2 separate regions of the Sus scrofa genome follow, and region 1 is linked to region 2. The links are chromatin contacts, called in public Hi-C maps. All regions are on one chromosome and are shown on one strand. Each heading gives the region's core, a stretch centred on a gene start, on an enhancer-like site or on the middle of the called end of the contact. The rest is flanking DNA. Distances are from core to core; before and after follow the strand shown.

Evidence for each region. A called contact is a pair of places that touch in the nucleus more often than the background predicts.
Region 1: a contact with region 2 is called in a Hi-C map of epiblast stem cells, with 2.2 times the contacts expected there. The contact joins two enhancer-like sites. A contact is called at or near these places in 1 of 5 promoter capture datasets (liver), 12 of 47 Hi-C or Micro-C datasets (adipocytes, embryonic fibroblasts, epiblast stem cells and 6 more) and 2 of 2 datasets of contacts at active chromatin or transcription factors (alveolar macrophages and skeletal muscle).

The regions. Positions count from the first base shown.
Region 1 is chr6:103,129,892-103,137,050 of Sscrofa11.1, forward strand. The region is part of intron 7 of DLGAP1 (disks large-associated protein 1); the gene reads left to right. Among named protein-coding and RNA genes, the nearest start is that of TGIF1, 100 kb to the right of the region's middle. Within about 2 kb of position 3,555, at least 69 of the 83 cell types and tissues checked have an H3K27ac peak or open chromatin away from gene starts, as enhancers often do. A contact at or near this core is called in epiblast stem cells, where this site is marked.
Region 2 is chr6:103,078,382-103,085,356 of Sscrofa11.1, forward strand. All of the region lies in intron 7 of DLGAP1 (disks large-associated protein 1), which reads left to right. Among named protein-coding and RNA genes, the nearest start is that of TGIF1, 150 kb to the right of the region's middle. Within about 2 kb of position 1,985, at least 8 of the 83 cell types and tissues checked have an H3K27ac peak or open chromatin away from gene starts, as enhancers often do. A contact at or near this core is called in epiblast stem cells, where this site is marked.

The DNA.
Region 1 (7,159 bases), core at 2,305-4,804, 53 kb after region 2:
AGAGCCACAACGGGAACTCCGTCAATACAGTCTTTAAGTGGCCTTGACAAACCCACTGAATAGGCTAATGGTGTTCACTGCCCGGTGTGGACAGAAAGACCCAACTTCTTCTCTGGATCTGTGTCCTCATCTGTCAGTGACACAGTTGGACAATGAGGTGTCATTTTAAAGCACTGATCCTATCATTTGAGAGTCAGCGAAGGGCTGGTAGCCTTTCAGGTCCCAGGGGGCTGACAGCCGGTAACCCACAGGTTAACCCGCAGAGGTGTTCCTGCCTTTCCTTTGAGGAGGGGGCTCCAGGGAGGAAAGAGAAAAGGAGTGGGGTGAATAATTACCTGCCTGACCACACAGACTAGGCCCCCCGGCCTCCCACAAGCCCCGCTCTCTGAACACAGCCATTCCTCCTCATGGTGCTTCGACCTACTGGAAGGCAAGCTGGATGCATTTTCTTTCTACTCTGCTCCCTCACACATCCTGTTTGCCCAGGTTTGCCTAGTGCAAAGCTCCTGCTCCAAGCCCAGCACTCCAGCCAGGCCCTCTGTCATTGTGCAGCAACAGTGGTGGTCTTGACAGACGGTCCGCCTTCCCTCCAAAGCCCAGAGTCTGCCTGGGAGCACGAGGGACAAACTGATCCAGCCACAAGGTTCAGGGAGGATTCAGCCTGATGGACTCTCCTCAGACGTGACCTCCTCTGGTTGGCACACAGGCCGCCCTGTCTCGAGAGACAGTGACCCTGCGCCTATCTGGAGACAGCCAGCCCCTCCACACGGCCCCGAGGCCAGGACATCTGAGGTCTGCTGTGGGTCCCAGGCTGGCCACCATGGAGAGCCCTGCTGAGCTGCGCGATCCTGCCTCAGGCTCCAGGTCTCATGGAGCCAGTGACACGTGCACTCATGAAACGAGCTTTCATGAAGTGAGACCAGGAGGTAAAGAGAGCTCTTGACGCTAAGATACCCAGCTTGTGCAGGAATAATAAGTCACAGAAGAATAAGGACTGGATGGAACTGAGAAGGAGACAAGCAGTGCTCAGGGACAGGGCCGTGGACATCAGGGGCCCCCACGCAGCCATTCGCTCCCTTCTCCAGAGGTCAAGCTGGGCAGAGGGTGGAGGAAGCAGGTGGATAAGCCATAGGACTGACTGGCTCCAGCTGATACTAGGTAGGGTTTTCACATGCTCGCTCCGTGTCAAAAGTTGGCCAATTCCAACCACACTTGGCCAGCACTTGGCCGATGCCAAACAGAAGTAGCCACTGGTGAAGGCAGATGGTGTTGCAACATCCAAGGTCACAGAGGATGGCTTTGCTGAGCCTTCATTTTACTTCTACCCCTGCTGACCCTTCTTTCCTGATTATTAGTCCCTTTTTCTTCTTCTCCAGGAAGTCCCTTCTCGTCTCTGTTCCTTCCTCTATGTACCAAGTACTGACCCAGATAGTTCCACGTGCCATGCATGTCCTAAGCACTGTGGTCATCACGGATACAGTGGACAACAATGCCTGACCTTGTGATCCTAACATCCTTAACCAACTCCTTTCTCTCAGTCTGGGGGCAGGGGCGGGGATTCACCTAATAGAGAACATAGGCAAGTACTGCTGAGAAGTGATGGAAATGAGAGCTGGTGGATGAGACACCTAAAAGAAAAAATGTCCTCCCTGCTCCTGGCACCAGCCTTACCCCAGACCCTCCTAGGCATGTAGTCTCCCCACAAGACCGGTCTGCCCTCCCAGGAAACCTTATTTAATTCTGTAACCCTGACCGCCGGCCCTGAATCTTCCCTTCCTGTCAACAGTCCATTCAACCCAGGAAGACCTGCTGACCTGGCTGGGACAGATTTTGAAAAATATGCACAGTTACCAACATGAGGAAAAAAAAAAACAAAAAACCAAAACACCCTAAGTCCTAGAGGAAGTGGTATATCTGATGTAGTGGTAGAAATCACTTCAACAAGTTGTGGAACAAATGGAAATTTAAGCCCAAGAGATGAAACTGCCAGGGCAGCCGCTGGTGTGTGTGGATGACTCAACAGCACCTGTTGGGGAGGCTGGGAAAATGAACCGTGAAATCCTGATGGCTTTCCCTCCTGGAAGCAACGGCCATGCCTTGCAAATTAGTGAGTGAGCCTGGTGTTCTCAACATCCTGACACGAAACTTTGTGCCTCGTTCTCTGAAGGCTGTGACTCACCTCAGCTACTGGTCAAATGATTCTTACTCAGAGCCCTTGGTTTGTAATCTGGAACGTTAAAGGATCGAGTCAAGGACTAGCCAGATGTCTGCTGCCTTTCAAGATGTTCCTTTGAAATGACTGATTTCAGGCAAGAACTGGTTTTACATATGGTAACCCTCCATTTCTCAGAGTGGTTAACTTCTTGCCAAGCTTCATTAAAGGTTCCCATGAGAGGCTTCAGATCTCAGTGCCTGGACCTGGGCCTTCTAAAATGACTTTCCTCCAAACAACACTTAACTTCCTTTAATTTAGTTAATTAATGGAACTTTCTGAAGAGAACAGCGGCTTTGATCTGAACCTCTTTCTTAGTTTTCTTAACATTTCCGGAAAGGGACAAAGGGGGCTGCCCTTGCAACTGACTAGAGCTACCAGGGCCTCACAACTGTAATCCTTCCTCCAAATCAGGGACCGGATTGCTCCGAAGGAGGGAGGAGCCCAGGAGAGGAAGAAGCCTTGGTTAAAAAGACTGCCCTGGGCATTTTCGTGGGTGTTTGCCCCACACAGAGATAAAAGAGCTAAGGTGGGGCTGCAAAGCAGGCTCTCTGGGAGGCTGGGCCAGCAGTTTGGGAATCCTAAATCATCTTTGCAAATAAACTAACAGGAAACCAGTGAAGGGAATTAGAAATGTTTCTACCTGAGAGAAAGGCTTCTGCAAACAATCGACAAATTCAGATAAAAATGGAAAATGCCAGTCCCACCCAGCAGAACCCTCGTTTTCTTGGCTATTCATCCTCACTGCCATCCACTTAACCAAAGAGCGGCAGCAGCTTTTGCTTTTCAACTTGCCAAGGTAACAAAAACTGTTGCCCTAGCAGCTGCTGGGGGGGGGGGGGAAGGTCAGCACCCTCAACCCAGAGCTCTTACCCTTAATTTTAAGGTGGTAAATTAAAAAGCAAGACATTCTGGGTCTTGACTTACTCTTTGCGTTTTTTTCTGGAAGACAAAAGCAGCCAAGCCATCCCCCTTCCTTGTGACTTACCTGGGAGCCGAGCCTCGGATTTCCAGGTACATCGGTGATGTTCCGAGATTGGTCACCAGGGGGCGCTCGAGAGCGGGCTGCCTGCAGCAATACTTTGTTTTCTCAGACTGAGCTGGGAGGGAGGGGGGGTGGTGAGGGAGATGCCGCTGGCTTTAAAAAAAAAATCCTTTTGTTCTCTGAAATCCTGCTGCCTGCCGTTTTAGAAGGCAAAGGTTGCCACGTTACCTGTTGCCAGGTTCCTGCGAGTGCTTGGGGAAAATGTGGGCGACAAAGGTAACGCACAAAGTCCTCGGGCTCGGTGGCTTTCAAGCCCTTTGGCCGGGCTGGGCGCTGACATTTGGAGCGCAGCTGCGGCGATCGGCCCAGCATTGTTGGGTTGTAGTTCTAACAGAGGAGTGGCTGCGTCTGACATCATTTCCAGGCATGGAGTGCCTGGGGCTTTTTTTTCTTTCCTTCTTTCTTTTCTTTTTTTAATGACTAACTTTCTAACCCCCCCCCCCCACACACACACACACACGCACACCCCGGTTTGGGACAGTACACGCACTGTGCACGACAAGCCTCACCTCAGGAAGCCCAAGTTTTGTAGCAACTTGTTAAAATAACTCGGGTGCCTCAGGAAAAAAAAAAATCTGTGACTCTGAAACAAACCTTGCCATTCTTCCTCTGAGAACAATGTTGTGTTTGATTTGCAGCAGAAAGCGCTGCTCTCCCCGGCTACTATCGACTGAATAGATCTCGGAGCCAGACAAGCTGAGGCTTGGGCGTTTGTCTGGCATTAGGAAGTGTCTGGAATACTAGTAACTACCCACTGGCAAGTCCTATGACTACAAAAGTTATTACAGCAGCCCTCCCTCTCTGTCCACATCCCGCTCCGCCCCCTACACCCTCACACAGGCCCTGCTTTTTTCTACTTGACCGAGGAAAGGTTAGCTGTTCCTGCGGTTTCCGTGGAGGATGGCTCTGGTGGAAATCGTTCTCACAGCCTCTTCCCTTGAGCCAAAACTAACCAGGGGGAAGGCCAGCAGCGGCCCGGGTCCCCTCAGAAGCCCCGGCCCCGCCCCCGCGGCCCTGGGATGGCCACCCTCTCCCCGTGGGGCCAGCAGGGCGCGGACCACTGACCAGCACACTTTGGGTGGCCTGTACATGTTGAGCTGTAAATATTTTGAAAGAAGGCGGTTATTTTTCCCCGTGTGGTGTTTTTTGCGGCGTTTCTCCCTTTGGCAGCAGTTTTCAAGCTGCATGGGCACACCCCTTGCTGACCCATCCACATGCATGCATCCTCCTCACCTTTGCCCAGGTCCTGCAGCTGGGAGCCGTCTCCTGGAATTTGTCACAGAAAGCATTAAGCTTTACTGGCCAAGGCATTTAAGGTTTAATAGCAGATGAGTCCAGGTGATTTGAGTGAAGGAAAAGAGGTGGCATTTGGAGGCCAGAGAACACTAACTCTACCACCTCGTAGCTGCATGACTTAGAGCAATCAGTTACCTGCCCTGAGCCTCTGTCTTACCATCATATATATATATGGGTTTAGTGAGATCTCCCTGGGTCTCGAGACCCTGTCTATTAAATTCGCACGGAGCTCCCGTCGTGGCGCAGTGGTTAATGAATCTGACTAGGAACCATGAGGCTGCGGGTTCAGTCCCTACCCTTGCTCAGTGGGTTAACGATCCGGCGTTGCCGTGAGCTGTGGTGTAGGTTGCAGACCGGCTCGGATCCCGCGTTGCTGTGGCTCTGGCGTAGGCTGGCGGCTACAGCTCCGATTCGACCCAGAGCCTGGGAACCTCCATATGCCGCAGGAGCGGACCAAAGAAATAGCAAAAAAAAAAAAAAAAAAAGCCCCCAAAAATAATAATAATAAAAATAAAATAAAATAAATTTGCAGCGCGTTGAATGTTACAAAGGATGGTGATTAGGTTGATCTCACGGCAGATGAAAGTCAAGACACGCTCCATCTCATCATCTTTGTTTTCACCTGGGCTTGTGCTTTTATCCTGGGAACACACCCTGGCCAAACCATCAACTTTTCTGGTGCTTAGTAGGGGGTCTGGCCTGGGGAGTGTGTCACCATGGGGAGCATGGCTCCCACAGTTTGTTGTAAGTTCAGCCCCTCTGGGTCAGCCTGCCTGGAAGCAGCAGCAGCAGCAGCAAACTTCTCTGTTAGGAGTTTTATCTTCATTGGTGCCAAGATCTGTTCCCAGGATGCCAGAACAGTCCTATCTGCTACCAACAGCCTGTGGGTAACTCTCCTGGCTTCCTGCTTTGGCTGTTTATCATCCCTCTCAATGGGCCCCTACTTCTCTGACTCTTTTCTGGGTTCTATTCATAAAGCCACAGGAGCTCTGGCTTGGGAGGCAACTCTGCTCACCACTATACCACCAACGCACACTGGGAGCTCCAGTCTGAAAGAAGTCTTCTCTACTTCAGACCTCCCACTCCCACCCCCCGCAAGGTGATGGTACAGTTGCAGTAACTTCCTAGCCAAAAGATGAGCTGGTCTGTACTTGCACACTTCCAGGGACCGAGAGGTCACTCCCCAGCAAGTTCCCCTATACACTATCTTTGGACAAGTGACTCATAGACAAGTATTCTTTATGCCTCTCTGAGCTTTTCCTTTTGTGGTTTCCCTGTGGGCTTCATACAGCCCAAGTCTAGGCACCCTCTACACGATAGCCTTCGAAATAATTGTAAACCCTGTCTTCCTTGCAAACAACGTGTCCTCTGTCCTTAAGCCATTCCTTATAAGACATGTTTTTCCGCTCCTTGGAATACCCTGCATCTTCTTCTTAAAGAAAGGCCAGAAAAGGCAGCACAGCAATCTTTGTATCCTTTTAAATATTACACATCTATGTAAACATGGCTTCGTAGAAATAGACATGTCGCCTGCCATTAAAACCACAAGTTCACTCTTCCCATCCTGCATTTGTGCAATGCTCCCTTTACGTCCCAAGTTCAGCTCTTTCCACCTTTTTTTTTTTCCCCTTTTGGTGTCTTCACACCATTTCTCTTTCTAAATTAGCCTACGGTTTCAAGTTACCTAATTTCTTCTCAATCTCACAAGCAGTACCTCTGCCCCATCCCCCGGATTTGCAAACCTTCCACAATCAGTGCTTCTCAATCTCTGGTGAGGGACAGTTTATTTGTTTGCTTATTTGATGTTCATTCTGATGCTGATCAATAGTTTGATAAAATGCAATACAAATAAATTACTAGAAGAAGGAAATTTTAAAAACAAAGCCATGCAAAAACAAGCTCACTGTTTTCTTTTTTTTTAGGGGCTGCATCTGCAGTGTATGGAAGTTCCCAGGCGAGGGGTTGAATCAGAGCTGCAGTCACCAGCCTACACCACAGCCACAGCAACACCAGATCTTTCACCCACTGAGTGAGGCCAGGGATGGAACGCACATCCTCCTGGATACTAGGATCCATGAGTTCTTAATCTGCTGAACCACTACGGGAACTCCATGCTATTTTCTTTTATTAGATTCTACTGACAAAATCTCTGTAGAATTGCTATAAAGTTCCTAAATGCTTACTCTGGATTTTCGTGGCATCCCTCTCCATGCAATACTTTGTGAATTGATACCTGTCTTTGGATTACCCTTTGAATAGCCCTGTCTCTGTGCAGAAGTGTGCTGGAAATGCTTACCAACTGGCTCTCTGGGAGATAACTACAGAGTCACAGCACTTGCCAGTTTCCATGGTGTAAACACTCACACCAAGGTCAGTTGCAAGCTATGGAGGAAATGTCACTGAGCACAGACTTGGGGAGGGATTTGCCCAGTTGACTCTAGCACCTTACTGTTAACTCCATTTCATTTTTTTTTTTCTTTTTTAGGGTTGCACCAGTGGCATAGGGAAGTTCCCAGGCTAGGGGTCAAATCGGAGCTGCAGGGTTTCCAAATGGGACAGGTTAGTGGGGGAGGGGGACGCTGGGGCTTTGGGTTGGAAATGCTATA
Region 2 (6,975 bases), core at 735-3,234:
TTTTCCAAGGTCAAAGAGCTGGTCAGTGAGCCATCAATACCTATTCAGTTTGACGCTAAAATTCAAGCTCTTAACAACCATACCTGTGCTTCTAATGTGAGGCCCTTCTATCTTGAATTTTTTTTAGTAAATAAAAGCATAATAAATGGTTTCAAGGAGCTTTTATGGATTGTATTGATGTACTATATTATAACCTAAAAAGCAATCTTGGAGTTCCCGTTGTGGCTCAGCAGATTAAGAACCCAACATAGTGTCCATGAGGATGTGGGTTCGATCCCTGTGAGGGTTAAGGATCCATTGTTGCCGTGAGCTGTGGTGTAGGTCACAGATGTGGCTTGGATCCCATGTTGCTGTGGCTGACCCCTACCCTGGGAGCTTCCATACGCCACAGCTGTAGCCTTAAAAAAAAAAAAAATTAAAAAAAACAAAAAACAAAAAGCACTCCTGCTAATAGCATCACTCTCCCAACCCATCCTACCATCGTAATATAACAGATCCCTCAGATCTGCTCATTTCTTCTACCCTAAGACAATATCTAACGCAGAATAACTAATATCATACACATCATACATGGGTGGGTCTGACCCTTGATTCACAGTTTCAATTCCTTTGTAAGCTGCCCATCAATACTCATAACCTATCCTAGACCACAATGTTTCATGATTCTCGTCTGTCACTCAGTGATGATGGCCTCAGCCAACGTGCCACAGTATCTTCAATAACACCATTTAGAAGCTTTGCACTTGCTCTTAGAAACGTCTGCCCCAAAGACATTTGTGATTGAATCAGTGATAATGAACTTAATTCATGATCTTTCTAGAGTAGAGGTTCATTTGGGGAAGAACAGCAGTTTGAATAATGTTATGTATTTCTAGATTGTTAGAGGTAGATATATTCTAATTTTTAGTTATTCGACCATTTCCCCCACATCTGGACATCATGCCTGCATGATTTCAGGGGGCTTACAGACCCCTGAAGTCCCATCCAAGGACCACATTCTCCTGCCTCCAATTTTGTTGCCATATTGGCTTTCCGCTGCTGTTGATTAGGAAGTGCATTTGATCCTTTTGTGAACAGCATTATAATATCAATCAAACAATCAATTTTTGTTGTACATGTACCCTCTGCCAGTCATCATGCTAGTCAGAGCACATACAGTTATAAGTCAGATATAACTCTTGCTTCCAAGTTTCCATCGGAGAGAGAAGCATGAAGGCAGAGAAAGACAGGACTGTTCAGGTGTGTACAACATGCAAAAGAAAAGCTAGGAAGTGCTGTAAAACACAGGAGATAGTTGAGTTGGTTCGAAAAAATGCCTAAGTGTGCAGAAGCCACTCACAGGACCATTTATATAGAAAAACTTGGCAGATTAGAAACGGATCAATTTCTTTTAAGAGCTACTTGAAAATCGCAGAAGATTCTGTAGAAGGGTGGAGAAGAAAAGAATCCTAATTTCGAAGTTCTATTCCATGTCTTGTCAAACCATGTCTACATTCTCGGGCTGCAGATAAAACTGGGAGCTGCATCCTCACACAGCTTGACTATAGCATTCTTTGGGCTTTCTACGTGATGGTGTAAAACAGCACGCAAACGCCAGGGGGCAATGCCGTTTCACCAAAAATCACAGGAAATGCTCCAAATGGTATTTTACAGCATCCTGGTGCAAAGGTGAAGTCTTTAATAAAAACAGAGTTTTGCAAAGGAAAAAAAAAAAAAAATTCATTTTAATCCTTTCTTTGAAAGCTTCCTGAATTGCCCTCAAAGTTACCTTTTGGCATTTGTGCACAGCTGAACATTTTGCAATATTATTTGCAAAAGAGTTACTTGAAATTTTTTCTCAATACAGCTGCCTGATCTTTCCCATCTGCCTAAGAAATCTAACCAGCCCCCAGCCAGCCTGATTTCACAGCAGTGGGACTGTTGCATCCTCTGCCCAACATGGGCTCTGCCCCTTTGGTGGAGCTGCGGCTCCCTTAAAAGTAATTCCATTCCCGCCTGTGTTTCGTTTTGGCTCAGCGGCCGCCAGGTGTCTGCCCTCCCTGAACCCCCGAGGATGAGAGATCAAAGGTGTGTCTGCATCTGCCTTCCTGCCCAGCTCTGTTACAGGTTCAAAAGGGACAGGTACAGTATTGTGCATTTAGGGAGGGAGGACAAATCAGTTATGTGGAAACTGGCAACGTCCCAGAGAGTGTGAACTCGCCAAAATGATGTGGAATGTGTCTGTCTACACTGTAGTCCTGCCATTTGGGGAAAGTTTTCTTTTAAAATGAATGAGAATGTTATGCCTAAAGGGAGGTCTTTTTTTCTCTGACTGGAGCCCTACCAAACCCTCTTAAGGACACATTGTACATAGGCCTATTTGGAGACTACTGTTAAGAGAAACATAATAGCAGAGTTCCCTTGTGGCCAGCGGGTTAAGGATCTGGCTGTTGTCACTGCTGCAACCTGGGTCGATGCTGTGGCACAGGTTCAACTCCCGGCCCAGGAATTTGTGCATGCTGCAAACGTGGCCAAAGAGAGAAATATAAGGAGGTACGGAAAAATCCTTTTTAAATGATGAAATGGAAAATTTAAGGATATTTAGAGGGACCTGGAATTATTTCACCTATGGCAAATATGACAGACTTAGGACTTAAAGAAAGAGAAGAAAATTTTTAAGAAAGACAATTTTCAATGCATCATCTATTTTCCACATCCACAAGACTCAATACGCAGGGAAATACTTTTTTAAAAAACATTAGACAGGAGTTCCCATCGTGGCTCAGCGGTTAACGAACCCAACTAGGATCCATGGGGATGTGGGTTCAATCTCTGGCCTTGCCCAGTGGGTTAAGGATCCGGCGTTGCCATGAGCTGTGGTGTAGGTCACAGATACAGCTCAGATCCCATGTTGCTGTGGCTGTGGTGTAGGCTGGCGGCTACAGCTCCGATTCGACCCCTAGCCTGGGAACCTCCATATGCCGTGGGAGCGGCCCTAAAAAAATAAATAAATAAGTAAACGGTAGAGAGCAAATTAGATATTAAGAAAGTAGTTTTGGAAGCACTGGTAATGGAAGGTCTGGAAACTTTACCCAGGCTTCAGCTCTCCTGCATGCGGAATTCTCTCCTACAGCAGTGCTGAATGAAAAGGAAGGGTAGACAAGGCTTACCACCCAGTAAGAAGTTATTTCTGAACTTAAACTTAGAAACCATTTGGAAAGTTGAGCACCCACAAGTTTCTTGAGAAAGTCTCAGGCAAGGTCCCTAATTTCCAGCAAAGACAGAACTGTGAGGGAACACCGATTGGTTTTTTCTCTCGTTCCCCTGTGTCCACTCGCCCAGAAGCAACGTTGAGCTTCCTCTTCTCTGCACATCGATGACCCAAAGGAATATCAGCAATGCAGCACAGTTGTGCCATGCTGCCTGTCACACTGTCTTTCTCCAGTTATGATAGCTTTGAGTCCAAATGCACACCGTATGCGAGAGAGAACAGTGGCACAGCTATTAAAAGCTATGGTGAGGACAGAGCCCTTATCAGCTGCATCAAATCTTTTTATCCACTTAAATATTTATTCAGCCCTATGTCCAGTCCCACTACTTGACTCTGGAAATCTTTGATGATCAAAGCATCGTGCTCACAATGTAGAAGCGGAGAGTGGCATTAATGAAATAATCACTGAGATAATTGTTCTGAAAGAAACACAGCTCTTGCAGGAGAATCTGCTGTAACAAAGGAACTCATTTAGAGGGTCAGAGAGAACTTCCCAGAGAAAATCCTCATAAGCTAAGAGCTGAGTGATCAGGAAGCATGAGGGTGGGCACAATTAATATTCAGGGAACTAGAGGGTGTTGTGACCAGAGTACAGGCTGCTAAAGGCTGAGATGCCAGGTAAGGTCAAAGTTCATGTTCAGTTATCTGTTGCTACGTATGACTTCAAGGCAGAGCGTAGGAGCTTAAAAACAGTCCCTTTATTATACCCTATGATTGTATGGGACACAAACTTAGATGGGGTTCACCTGGGTGGTTCTTCTATTTCACATTCAGCTGGAGGGTGGGCTGGGCTAGGAGGTCCGGGATGGCATCATTCACATGGTACCTTGGGTTCAGTGTCTGGAAGTGTGTGCTCAGCTGGGGCTGCTGAATGGAGCACCTGTAAGTGGTACCTCCAGCACTGCAGCTTCAAGACATCTTACATGGTAGCTCAGGTCTCCCAGAGAGGGCATCCCAGAGACAGCAAGTATTAAGGTCGGACCCAAACAGCATCATTCCCATCATATTCCATTGGTCAGAGCAGTCCTAGAGGCCACCCAGGTCAAGGGAGACAGCAGAGATGCCACTTCTCAATGAGAACAGTTTCAAATAATTTGTGGCCATCTTAGTCAGCCATGCTTCACCCTCTGGACACACACTATATTCTTCTGGAGGCAAAATATCCTCACTCCTAAAGCCCTCCAGAAATGTCGTCTCATTATGGCAGTAAGTTCAAGCTTGAGGTCTTACCATCTAAATAAGAGTCAAGGGTTGATGAGGCAACTTTGATGTAGTTCTCCAGTATATTTTCTCTCCATATGAAGACTTCTGAACTGAAATGAAAATTATCTACCCTCCCCCTGACACACACCCAGCATATTATACTGATGATACAGAGGTGAGATCAATGCAGTGAGCATTCTCATTCAAAGAGTGGAGGAACAAGAGCATCGAGCAATCACTGGCCTATGGCAATTCTGAAATCCACATGTTGCCAGTTCTTTGACGGAAGGTCCCAGTCCTGCTCCCTGGAAATGATTCTCTGAAATTCTGATCACCATCCTGAAAACTCTTGGCCACACCTTCTAAGTTATCCTATTTCCATAATGTCTTAGCCTGAGTTTCCATAACTAAATACCACAGACTGGATGGCCTAAACAACAGATTTATTTTTCACAGTTCAGAAGGCTGGAAGTCTGAGATCAGGGTACCAGCATGGTCAGGTTCTGGTGAGGACTCTCTGTCTTGCATATGGTCACTTTCTCACTGCACTCACATGGCCTTTCCTCAGTGTATACATGAAGAGAGAGAGAGCAATCTATTTCTCTTCCTCTTCATTTGAGGTTACTAATCCCATCCTGAGGGCCTCACCCTCAAGACCTTATCTAAACCCAAATACCTGATAAAGGTCCTATCCCCAAATACCATCACACTGAGGGTTAGTTAGGGTTTCAACATATGAATTTAGGGCAGTGGGGAGGAGAATACAATTTAATCCACAGCACGTAAGAAATGGCATTTGCAACTAAATAATCTTCTCAGCCTTATTTCCTGTACATAGATGTTTGGAGGCTTTACGCCTCTTCCACTTTGAACTACTTCTGCCAATTTTTGTCCAAGCTGATAACGTGTCACTAATGCACTTCTCTTGAAATCTCTGTGGGCTTCCTATGAATCTTATTAGACTTCGCTCTGTTAGACAACATACTCTCAAGTCTCCTCAAAACAGTCCCGTCTTTGTCCTGGGCTCAGAATCAGGGTGCTGTGAGAAAACACTCTTAGGATTCTTAGATTTTTGTCTCTTTCAGAAATTTATGAGGTGCTTTTGTCTCTTTCACAAACTTATGAGTTACACACTTGTCTTTCTGAAGTCATAAAAAAGTTTTAGGGCCACACCCTTGAGATGTTCTCCACCATCAATTTCTACTTTAAGAGCCTTTTGTCTTTGAAAAAACTAGGAATGAGAAACCCTTTTTTTTTTTAAACCAATAAGTACTAGCTCTATATATTTCCTCTAAATTTTGCTTGAAAACTGAACAGTTCCTTTTTTTTTTCCTATTTTTCAAGGCCGCACCCGCAGCATATGGAGGTTCCCAGGCTAGGGGTCTAATCAGAGCTGTAGCCACTGGCCTACACGACAGCCACGGCAACCTGGGATCCAAGCCACATCTGTGACCTACACCACAGCTCACAGCAACACCGGATCCTTAACCCATTGAGCAAGGCCAGGGATCGAACCTACATCCTTATGGATCCTAGTTGGGTTGGTTAACTGCTGAGCCAAGAAGGGAACTCCAACAGTTCCTTTTTTTTTTTTTAACTTATCTTTATCTATCCTTCATCATATGCAACTTTTTTTTTTTTTTTTTGCTTTTAGGACCACACCTGAGGCGTATGGAAGTTCCCAGGCTAGGGGTCTAGTTGGAGCTACAGCTCACAGCAATGCCAGATCCTTAACCCACTGATCGAGGCCAGGGATTGAACCCACAACCTCATGGTTCCTGGTCGGATTCATTTCCACTGTGCCACGATGGGAACTCCTGCAACTTTTTTAAAAGAACCAACTAGGATTTTAAGCATTCAACCTGGAAATCTCCTTACTACAATCTATGAATTCTTTAGGTATATTTTTACTTTCCATGTTACTGCAGTTGACAATGTTGCCAAGCCTTCCGTCTCTATATCAGAAGAGTTGCCTTGTCTCTGGTCTCCCAGTTGGGGTGGACAGTGGCAATTTTTCCCTGTCATCCCAGCCTTCATCTGCAAGCTCCTCAAAGCCTTCTAGCATCTTCCCTGAGCTGATGGTATTTGTAGGAATGTCTGCACCTGGTCTCTTCATCATAGCAGTCTTAGGTATGTCAGTATTTCTAGAGGGAGAGCTCCAGGAGGCCTAAGAAAAGAGGCTGCCTGTTTCATAAAGGTTGAGCACTGACCTTAGGAGAGAATCATCCCCGCCGTGTCAAAGCAATCTCAAAGCTTGCCCTGATTTAAGAAGAGGTGCCATTGCCCACATCTGTCTATGGGAGGTGTATGGGAGAATTTGTGACCATTTTTATTTTGCTACGGGTGACATAATGGGGGGCTTTGCAAAGAATGTGAAAGCTTCTGAATAAAGGTTTTGTTTTGGGGGTTTTTTTTTTTCCCCTTCTTAAGGCCACACCCACTGCATTTGGAAGTTCCCAGGCTAGGGGTCAAATCAGAGCTACAGCTGCCAGCCTATGCCACAGCCACAGCTACGCCAGATC